2 separate regions of the Mus musculus genome follow, and region 2 is linked to region 1. The links are chromatin contacts, called in public HiChIP or PLAC-seq maps. All regions are on one chromosome and are shown on one strand. The core of a region is the stretch at or near the end of the contact, and the rest is flanking DNA. Distances in the headings are between cores, read along the strand shown.

Evidence for each region. HiChIP or PLAC-seq counts read pairs in DNA pulled down with a chosen protein or histone mark.
Region 2: an H3K4me3 HiChIP or PLAC-seq map of bone marrow-derived macrophages shows a contact between it and region 1, with 5 times the contacts expected there. The contact joins two enhancer-like sites. A contact is called at or near these places in 2 of 115 datasets of contacts at active chromatin or transcription factors (bone marrow-derived macrophages and fibro-adipogenic progenitors) and 3 of 9 other capture datasets (adipose tissue, liver and pancreatic islet).

What each region holds. Positions count from the first base shown.
Region 1 is chr5:23,871,155-23,876,733 of GRCm38.p6, reverse strand. It overlaps the pseudogene Gm9534. Among named protein-coding and RNA genes, the nearest start is that of Gm42228, 21 kb to the right of the region's middle. Within about 2 kb of position 2,168, at least 62 of the 459 cell types and tissues checked have an H3K27ac peak or open chromatin away from gene starts, as enhancers often do. A contact at or near this core is called in bone marrow-derived macrophages, where this site is marked.
Region 2 is chr5:23,997,074-24,002,652 of GRCm38.p6, reverse strand. Fam126a (family with sequence similarity 126, member A) reads left to right here. Exons shown (of 11, transcript NM_053090.3): 2 at 2,634-2,712. The coding sequence starts at 2,662. Among named protein-coding and RNA genes, the nearest start is that of Fam126a, 31 kb to the left of the region's middle. Within about 2 kb of position 2,937, at least 15 of the 459 cell types and tissues checked have an H3K27ac peak or open chromatin away from gene starts, as enhancers often do. A contact at or near this core is called in bone marrow-derived macrophages, where this site is marked.

The DNA.
Region 1 (5,579 bases), core at 919-3,418:
TGCCCTCCAGGCCTCTAATTTCTGAATTGGATCCCAAATCCCGCAGAGGATGAGGCAGTGGAACAGCAGACTCATCCGCAAGGTACGAATTAGCATTGCATCTGGTCTGACGGGGAGAGGAATAAAATGCGTTTGGCTTAGACTTAACACAGCGCCTTTTCCTCTCAAAGGTCACAGGCTCCCTTTACATGTTCCTCAAGCAGTCAGATAAATAAGCATGTTCTTCCCTGGGCCAGAGGTCTATTCTTGGCCTCCCTCCAGCCTCTTCTTCCCTCCCTTGGTAGGCGGCCTGCTATGCAATGGTGATTACCCTAGCAGCTATGGCAAAGCTGGCTGGCAGTGCTCTTACCATCACCATCCACAGGGACTGGATTGTGAGCCTCACAGGGGACAACACAGATCAGCTGTGGACAGTGCCACCCTCACCAGTGCAATGGGCAGAGGAATAGAGGTGACAAGCCATTAAGGGCTACAGGAAAAGCAATATTGTAGTCTGTAGAAGAAAGGGATTTGGAGCCAAACAGGTCTAGAATTGAATTCAGCTGAAACCTGATATCTTTTACCAGCTTCATGTCCTGGGGCAGTGGGCTTAACCTCTTGGAACTCAACTTTCCTCATCTGTAGCATGGGGCAAATACACAGGCATGCATGCTGGCACATGTGTCCATCTACACACTCACTCTCAGCTCACTTTGGGAAAGGAAGGATTTCGTGAAATCCAGTTTTTTAAAGTTCCGCATAGAAGGAATGCCCAAGAAATGACCACCTCTGCTGTCCCCTAATACACAGGTAGACCGTGGTTCTGGAGGGAAGATTTTCATTTACCGACATTCTGGAGCCGTTTTAGGCCCAGACAAGCGAATGAAAAGATTTCTAAATTCTTGCCAGTGATAACTTCCTACATTCTCCACAAAATATTACCCTCCAGCGTGACCTTTGATTATTGCTGATGGTGGTGGTAGAAATTAGCGTTCTAATAAAGCGGTGAGTGCAGCAGGATGCTCTGACAGTGGGATGATCTGACAGCTTGTCTTTTGCCTCCATTTACAAAGCGTGCATGGCTCCTGATGCAATGTGTTCTAATTGCCAACTTAGAGCTGAACACTTCAGGCTACCCTATACTTGAGCAGTTGTAGTGCCTGTGAGTTGATGGCCAAGATAAAGGAAGCTATTAAGGAGTCTAAAATACTCGCCTTGCAGACTGGAACCCCTTATCATGCTTTCTATCTAAACAGTTCTTATTTAGATGTACTGCAGCTTCAACAACATCATCCAGAATAAGAAAAGCCGCATGAGACTTCAGTGTGTCCTCTGCTTGGGGTCAAGAAAACTTTCCTTCTCTCTGTTAACTTCTTTTAAAGGACTTCAGGGTAAATTTTTTGGCTCAAGTTTATTACAGGTTTGAAAATAAATTTGGGGATCTTTTCTTCAATGGTGGTAGAAGCCATAAGCTTTGGAGTCAGACGGCCTGGATTTTGAGGCTTGGCTCCATCATGTTCTTCCTCTGCAATCCTGAGAAAGCAGTTTCCCTCTGTGTGCCTCAGTTTTCTAGTTTGTAAAACGGAAGCACCATTAGCTTCTTAGAATTGTAAGAGTTAAATGAGATGAATGAGGTTGGTGACTATTCGCCTGACACAGTAAGAATTCTTCCCATTCACCTCTTCCCCCACCTCTCCTACCCCCCCCCATCTTCCTTCCCATGTCACTGTGCTGGCGACAAATCGGTGACCATCACTGTTATCAGCACTGCAAGGACTGTAGGTGACCTACTCTCTCTCTCTCACTTTACTAATCTGATCACTCACATCCACTACAGCTGCCTTTGCAGCTGTCACCCAGGTTGAAAGGGCCATTGCTAGTCTGCAGACAAACCTGCTGTCCACATCACTGACACTCAGGACAAGCCCAGGGAGCACACGGTGTCAAGGTCAGCAGAAAAGGCAGCATCCGTCCACTAAGTCTCAGTGTTTCCCCCTCCCCCTTGCAGAGAAGGACACAGCAGTGAGGCAGCTGGACCAGCCCATTGGCCCCTGTGACCTGAGCCAGGTGACAACACGGGCATCTCATGTGACTGGGTGTGGTTTCATTCTCAGATGGAACTTGGTTTCACTTCTTGTAGAGGTTCTATTTCTGTACAGGGTTTATCAACTAGTTCCCCTGTTGGCTGTAAAAACCCCAGCAGTGCACAGCGGGGTGCTTCCTAGAGAGGCAGCAAGCCTTCTTTGGAGGCTGCACACCCAAGGCAATGCAAACTCAGCGAGGTCTCTCATTTTGTTTACTCTTCCTATGTTGGTGTTTCGTTTATTATTTCCAGGCCATGTGTCTAACCACATCTTAATATTCTGTCTGCGAGTGTACATACAAACAGTGGGCTGCAGCTGAGTTCATATGGCTTGACCACATTTCAGGGGGCAGGCAGGGTAACTTGGTACAGTTAAATGGATTATTAAAACTTCAGGGACTCCATCTGAGAAGGGCAAGGGCAAGCAGCATGCCCATGGGACCTGCATAGCCTATCCTACCATCTTGGGAGACGAATTACTCCTTCCCATCTTGTAAATTCCTCCCCCAAAACCTCTAAAAACTTAAGAGAGGCAAATGTGTCAAGGAGGATGGGCCACTCTTTGGTCACGATAATAGAGTGGATCCCTGCAGCATTTGTTTCAAAATTATAAATTCCCTATGTATATGGGGAAGAACAGGGGTGGGAACGCTGCCAGTAGACATGACGTCATTCCCAAGTAAGAGCCATCTTCACCTATTGACAATGTTGCTCATCTCCCTGATTAATTCAGTTTCTTCTTATGGGCTTATGATTAGTATTCACTTTTCTCAATTTATTTTTCAGATAAAGACCACTAGATTAGCCGGGCAGTGGTGGCGCACACCTTTAATCCCAGCACTTGGGAGGCAGAGGCAGGTGGATTTCTGAGTTCGAGGCCAACCTGGTCTACAAAGTGAGTTCCAGGATAGCCAGGGCTATACAGAGAAACCCTGTCTTGAAAAGCCCAAAAAAAAAAAAAAAACAAACAACAACAACAAAACACTAGATCAACTTTATGAACAAGATGAAAGATCAATATGTAGAGGTGTGTATTCAGATGATAAATGGACAGAGGAATACATAAGTGGTAGCTCAATAGAAAGGGTATGCCCACTCCATGTTTTGCCTATGTGAACTTTCAAAGTTACTTTATTTCATATTCTCTGCCTCTCTGCAAAGTAAGAACAATTACAGAACTAATTTCATCAGGATACTGTGAGATTTCAGTAGGGTACTGTACACAAAGCCTGCTTTTATCCCCTCCCATACAATAAGACTGAAGCCAATGTTCTCTGTATTTCCACCATTGTTGTTTGGTTGTCATCTTTGTTTCTAGTAGCCTGGCAGTACATCCATTTGTATAATAAGCAGCTCCTACCTCTTGCCCCCTGTGCCTCACCTTCCTTCAGAGCTCTACTTGGCTCCTCAGGACTTTGCAGGACTTGTCTTCCCTGTGCTGAGTACCTCTGAAATAGTTGTGTATTTCTAATCCACCTCCACAAGCATCTAGTTTTTTAGAAAGAGTAACCAGTAAGTACCTGTGACGATTTCCAGGAGCTCACATTTTGAGCAAGTGGCAATTTGGTCTTCGTGCTTTCTGAACTAGCCCCTTCTCTTTCCCTTTCCTCTGTGCCTTAGCTTGGTTCTTTCCTGAGCCTATCTTAAGACAAGATTCTAGGGTGAAAATTAATCTGTTTGCAATGTGATCCAGACATCGAGGAAAAGAAAGGGAAGTGGGACAGGAAACGAGAGCAGGGTGGGGGAGATGTCGATAAAGGGAATGGCATGAATATGACTGTAGGGAGAGTGGGAAATCTTCAGGGACTGTATCATGTACTCAGGACTGTCTCACTGAAGGCCAGGAAGATACGGGTATTCGTCCAACAACTCCTGGAACTCATGAGTCAGATTTGTTCCCTAGGGTCTTACAATACCACTGACATTCCAGAACTGTAGCAAATCCCAGATCCCTGAGGAAGGAAAGATAGAGGTACACACACAAACCATTCAACATGGAAGCAGAGGAGTCTACCATGAACAACCGAGGGATATGGTTGAAGCTTATCTGGATTTTATTTTAGGTGAAACAGAGTTTGGGAAAGCTATGAATAGATTCATCCACAAATCCAGAACCCTGGAAAGACCAAAGGGACACAATTCCAGCCTTGAAGAACAGCAGGCCACAACCAAAGGGTTTCTCCACTGCCTGTAAGACACACATAGACTGCTCTACACACACTGGGAGGGATGGGAAGCGTACTGCCGACAGACTGTTGTCCTAGCTGGTAAGGTCTGGCTTTCCTCTACGTGACAGTTCTGGGGTTTGACTGCATTGCCATGGTATATGCTGACACCCAGGGCATTGGAAACTCCTTGCTTAGCATCCTCCAGCCCTTTCAGCTGTGTGGCCTAGTGGGAACAATTCCCTTTATCTGGCTTTGGAAGCATTATGGCTTGGTCACCAGAGGAATCACTGCCAGTTGGCTCCACGTAGGGAAACTGACACTCTATGTGTTTTGTGGTTTTGCTCTCCTTTTGATGCGGCTACCTTTTTCCTCCCATTAAACAAGAACTCCCCTTCAAACCATGAGTTGCTAAAAGATGACCAGGCACATGTTTATTACCTTTGGAAGGAACCTAAACTAACCCAAGTACAGTCCTGTTTGATGGCCAACAGGATCCTGAGCAGCCTGAGTCTTACATCTCTATTATCTTGCTCTTCTCAGGTGTGATCTTGGTGGGTCACATGGGGTATGGGGTTCTAGAGCCTGTGGTGTTGATAAGTGATCTTAGAAGCATTGGTCTCCCCACTGAACTACTGTATATATTTTCAGCACCATTCATAAAACAAAAACAAAAACAAAACAACAACAACAACAACAAAAAATTATGTTATGTGTGAAGACAGGCTTGAAGAATAAAAGCTTTAAGATTTGGGGAAATGGAGGCACCACAGTTATTTCCTGGAATGTCAGGAAGGTTTGTGCTGTAGACACCATCTACAGGAACACTGTTGGGGAACCCTAGGGGCTTTTTCCAGTCCCACACCCTCCTTATAGCTTTCCCCCTCCCACCTGGGGTCTAGGCTGGGCCAAGTTCCATTCTCCACCCATAAGAACATTCCTGAGTAAAAAAATCTCAGAATGTGCTGACTGATAGTCACCTGACCCTCTGGAAAGTCCCAGGTAGAGTTCAAATGTGTGTCACGCTTGCTAGCCAATAGATTTAAAGGTCAATATGCTTAGTCAATAAGTTTGAACTGTAACCTTGCTGATGTAACCTGTGCCCCTAGAAAGTATAAAACCTGCCTGTAATAGCCATTCGGGGTGGCCTTCTCATCACTCTCCTCAAGGGACTGATTGAGGGCTGACCCCAACACTCCTGAAAATAAACCTCTTGCTTTTGCATAGATCTGTGTCAGTGTCTCACTCAGGGGCATCTTGAAGTAAGTATCACTGACTGAGGGTCAGGGTCTTACACTGTATTTCCACTGAACCCTTCTCTGTAGAACAGGGATGAGGTTAGACAAGAGATG
Region 2 (5,579 bases), core at 1,688-4,187, 130 kb before region 1:
GAGCAATAGCTGACAGCTCACATCTCAATCCACAAACAAGAGTAGAAAGTTAACTTAAAATGGCAGGAGTCTTCCTTCCTCAGAGCCATGCCTCTTAGTTCTCCCCAAACAGCCATGAACTGGAGACCAAGTGTTCAAATGCCAGAGATTTATGGGGAACATCTTATTCAAACTCACACTGGTATTATCAGTCTTTCATTCTAGCTATATTTGGGGTGTGTGTGTGTATGTGTGTGTGTGTGAGAGAGGGGGGGAGGGAGAGAGAGGGATAGAGAGAGACTTCCTTGATGACTAGCAAAGTTGAATACTCCTTTCTCATTTGTTAAGTTTCTGCCTGGTTAAGTGGTGGTCTTTTTTTCCTATTGGGTTTTCTGCTTTTTTCTTAAATTGGTCTTTATTATATTCTGATATGGGACTTTCAGTTGCGTATGTACATTATGAGTTGAGTTGAAAATAATTTCTTCTACTCTATAATGTTGCCTGAGCCTTTTAGTGGTATCTTTTGAGGAATAAATAATTCGTTTGTTTGTTTGAGACAGGGTTTCTCTGTGTAGCCCTGGCTATTCTGAACTCACCCTGTACACCAGGCTGGCATCAAGCCTTGAGATCTACCTGCCTCTGCCTCCCAAGTGCTGGGATTAAAGGCTTGCCACCACTGCTCAATTAGAATAAAAAATTGTTACATTTAGTGATATGCAATGTATTCTTCTCTCACCTATGATAGTCCTTTGTGCCTTTGATTTAGGAGATCTATCCCTATTCCAACATTATAAAGGTCCTTTCTTACTTTTGTTGTTGTTAGATCTATAGTTCAACTAGAAATGGGCTCTGCATGTAATGTGATCTAGGCCATCATGGCTAGCTGTGACTGGCTTTCTCCCTCCCTCCCTCCCTCCCTCCCTCCCTCCCTCCCTCCCTCCCTCCCTCCCTCCCTCCCTTTCTTTCCTTCTTCTGCCCACTCAGCTGTCCAGTTGGCCTAGCCACATTTATTTTAGAGATTGTCCTTCCCTCACAGAATTGAGACCATGTATTCTGTGGTCCTCATGTGTTCTGTGATATTCACAAATGGCCGTGTATTTGTAGGTCTGCTTCTGTTAGCATATTATTCTGTCCTCAGAGAACACTATGCTAATTTTGAGTTTGTTAGGTTCTACAGTAAATTCTGCTATCTGAAGTCCAGGTCTTCCAGCTCTGTTGTTTTCAAGGCCTTGACTATCCTGTACCTTTTGCACATCCTATTGATATCTTCTTAATAGCATCAAAATTGATCTTAATCTTAACTGCATTTCTTTTGAATTTTCATGAAAATCTTACCATCCCTATTATTTGCAATGCTATATTGAGGCCAATTCCTGATACCTTTTTATTATTTATTAAGCAGTAGAATATAAAAAGAAAACATCTGTATCTACATATCCTCTGTTTCACAAATAAATACAAAAGGCTATATAATGGATATATAATGTCAGTAGGTAGAGGTGGGAAGAAAATGAGTAAGAATGTAAAGTAGCTTAAAGCCTATGATTACAGCACTGCTGAAACAGGAAGGTTGTACATCTGAGGGCAGCCAGTCTATAGAGTATAACCCTCTCTGAGAAATAACCAGCCAACTGGCCAACTGGCCAACCAGCCAACCAGCCAACCAGCCAACCAACTAGCCAACCATCCAGCCTACCAACCAGCCAACCAACCAGCCAGCTAACCAGCCAGCCAACCAGCCAGCCAGCCACCCACCTAAGGCAAAACAAAACCAAAACAGCCCAGCAACAACATGAAAGGGTGTAGTTAACTAAAGCAAAGGATAAAGTTAATGGAGACTTGCCTTTTTGGTAGACAGAGCAGAAACTTTGCTATCAACTTTATTAGAGTCAAAAGAGAATTTTCCCCAGTCTTGACATTTGAAGATGTGATTCCCCCTCGCCCCCTGTTGACTTTTAAAGGCAGTATCTGATCTAGCAGTGCTTTGGGTAATATTTGAACATAATTCCAAACCCGCTTATCTAGACAGTTCTATAAAATACAAGGCACAGTACAAATGTGTGTTTTTCTGATACTCTTGACTTGATAATGGGCTTCTTTTTATTAAAAGATAAGCTATGCATCACTCAAGTCACCATGGATTAATTTATTTGTTGGCAAGAACATGTATTTTTCCTTTAGGGTTGTCTATAGACTTTGAAAGACAGTGGGACCCAGGTTATGCGAGTTTGTGGTGTTCTTTATTACTGAGTAAGAACACTATTGCCAGGCTCCATAATAAGTGTTTTTAGTTGCAGAATAAAATTTAATCCAAGAAACAGTGCCTTGCAATAGGATGTGTAGTTAACAAATCTTTTGAAGTCTTTTTCACAAGTTTAAGATGATCATGTTTGAAATTATACAATCAAAAGTAAAGAATGTTTGAATATTTTACAACTGGCATTTCTGAAAGCTGAATGAAAATTGTAGAGGCAGTTTTATTATTTTATGTTATTTACACTTTTGTTAGAATTTTGCGTTAAGGTTTGCCTATGGGCATTGCAACTAATTTCCCAAGTAAGGAGTAACTAGCTGCAGGAACAACTCTGTACAAAGTATTAAGACTGAAATAAAATTAATTCAAATATTTCATACTTTTCTGTGTTCATTTTCAGGTTGAAGGTTTGAAACAAATGTGGAAAGATGTTCACCTCAGAGATAGGAGTTGTGGAAGAATGGCTGTCAGAATTTAAGGTAATAACAACTCTTCTAATACAGAAATTTTATCCTAAACAAATTTTGTCTGGGTTTAAATTCTAATGGTGTTTTTATATTTTATATGCCCCACATGCTAAATCATCTGTGGGGAAAGAATATTATACTGTGTCGCAGTAGGGAGCACTTATTGCATAGTAATCTTTTGTGGACGATTAATTCCTTTTTCCCAAGTGACTCAAAGAGCTTATTCATCTGTTTATTCTCTTCCTTCCATGTGACATTACCATGGCCATGAATGTTGATGTCACCCTAGTGGCCATCAGTGACCCATTGTCAGAAATGAAGGGAAGTAGTGGAACTGGACATGGTTGACAGATAGTAGAAGGCAGCAAGGTATTTCCTTAATCTTCACCAAGAGGTCTTTTTCTAGAAGGCTGACCTAGGAGCTGTGAGAGTAGAGTTAATCTTTGACTCATTGGTGAAGAAAATAAGATTAGCTTTGTGGTCTCATGAACTCTTCTCTATGGTAGCTAAACTGTCTTCCTTAAACCAGCTGGCTTTTTTCTCCTGTCCTCGTGGGGCACTTCATAATCCTAAAGCACAGACATGAAGAGATTGGGCAGCAAATGTCCTGTGGATTTTATCTGGACTAATGAGCCCAGACATCAGGGACAGATTTACAATCCAATAGCACTAAGTTTCCTGGCTTTCTGCAGGGAAGGAGATGATTGCCCAACAACAGTGACATCACCAAACAAAGGAAAAGATAAAATTTGGATAGCATTTGGAGAAGAGGCATTTTAGGTGAAATTTAAATAAAGCCATATTTTGATAGTTTCATACCAAAGCAGGACTGTGTGTAATGTAATGAGTTTTACATCTAGTCTGGACTTGCAAGTGGACTCAGGATCCTGCTGTCTTGGTCTGAAGCCTTCATCTGTGATGGAAACCAAGGCTTCTCCTCCTCGGCAGTGATTTAAACTCTGGACAGGAGGGGCATGTGTCGTTCTTACTGATACACGTTCAGATGACAAAGTCTGTGATTTCAGACAGGGATTCTCAGTACGTAAGAGTACAGTAGTAGTCACTCAGAGGAGTTGTTCCTATACTCCAGGTGCTAAGCAACCATGGGAGAAGCTGTGAATCCGGTTAACTGCTGGCTTTATCTGCAGCTTTTGTCTAGTCCTCGTGAACACCAGATAGGCTTTGTTACTTTCTTAGAATCTATTGCCACCAACTGAGTGTGCTTCTTTGGACTTCTCAATTCACCACGAAGCAGTGTGGAATGTAGAAAAGTACACTATTTGACACTTTTTGCAAATTTTAATATTTGGATTAAATATAATATGTACATCCCTCTTGTCAAATTTGTAATGGTCATTCAAGGAGTTTTTAAGCTTCTCCTCTTCTTCAAAGGTGTTTATATGTTTTGCGTACATTGTCATGATTTCGGAGTGAGGGCCAGTTGATGGAACTTTTCTGCTTTAACTGTTGAGTACCATTTTTTTTTTTTTGTAGACCATTCTTATGTCAAAGGTGGAAAAGCCAACATAGCCAGTTACTGATTCCTTAAGAATCACTTAAGGGGAGTGTGCAGAGAAGAGTGTTAAATACTGGCCATGGGGGAGGGGGCAATGATTATGACAAATGTTTAAAACCATAGTGCCTGTGCTAGTTCTGTTTAGTTCACTTTGATACAAATGTAGTCATCTGAGTAGAGGAATCCTTGATTGAGAAAATGCCTCCATAAGATCAGGCTGTTGAATCAGGCCTAGTGGCTCATGCCTTTAATCCCAGCACTCAAAAAGCAAGAGGCAGGCAGATCTCTGTGAGTTCAAGGCCAGCCTGATCTACAAAGTGGGTTCCAGAATACCCAGGGCTACATAAAGAAACCCTGTCTCAAAAACCAAAATCCAACCCAAAACAAAAAAAATTGGACTGTGGTTCAGTCTATAGAGAATTTTCTTAATTAGTTATTGATGGGGAAGAACACAGCCCATTGTGAGTGGTGCTATCTCTGGACTGAATGCCCTGGGTTCTATAAGAAAACAGGCCGAGCAAACCATGTGGACCAAGCCAGTAAGAAGCATGCTTCCATGGCCTCTGCATCAGCTCCTGCCTCCATTTGGAAGTGTAAGCCAAATAAACCTTTCCTCCCCAACTTGCTTTGGGTCGTGGTGTTTATCACAGAGATAGGAAACCCTAAGATAATGCCTATCTGCTAATTCTTTCCCATTCCTCCTGTAGTGCTGAGATATCAAGGGGATGCACTAGGGAGGACAGAGAGGGCAGGCTGCAGTATTGGCAGTTGTGTGTTCTGGTGTCTGAGGGAACAGAGTAGTTGTCTGGTTAGCAAGAAGATGCAGAGGTGACTTGTACAAGAGCTAGCTGGAGAGGCTTCATTGGCAGATTAGTGCCATCGAATACATAAGTACATATATTAAGGATATGAGAATTTGATTTTGCTTTGTCTGAGAAAGGCACTGCAAAACCTGGAACGGAGATTGTCGATAAGAAATCAAGGAGTGGGGTTAGACCAGAGTTGGAAGACTGGGTGGGAAGCATGGGTTCTAAAGATGTGTCAGATACGCATGTGCATGTGTACATTTCTTGGTGCTGTGCTTAGAGGACCTTGTAGGTAGTGCACCCTCTCGCATAGCAATATAGCAAGCACCAAGTCTTGCTTTACTAAATACTGTCTTCCACTAAAAGAAACTAAGAGTATGAAAGCATAAAGGCTTCATCTAAGTAATGCTTTGTCATTAGGATGCATTGCTGTGGCATATCAACATTTTGTAAAGTTTAAAAATTTAATATAAAGATAAGGAAACTTTTCCAATGGGAGAGGGATTGATGGAATCCTAGGCCACATGAAACAAAAAGCAATGGTGTAATTCCTTCTT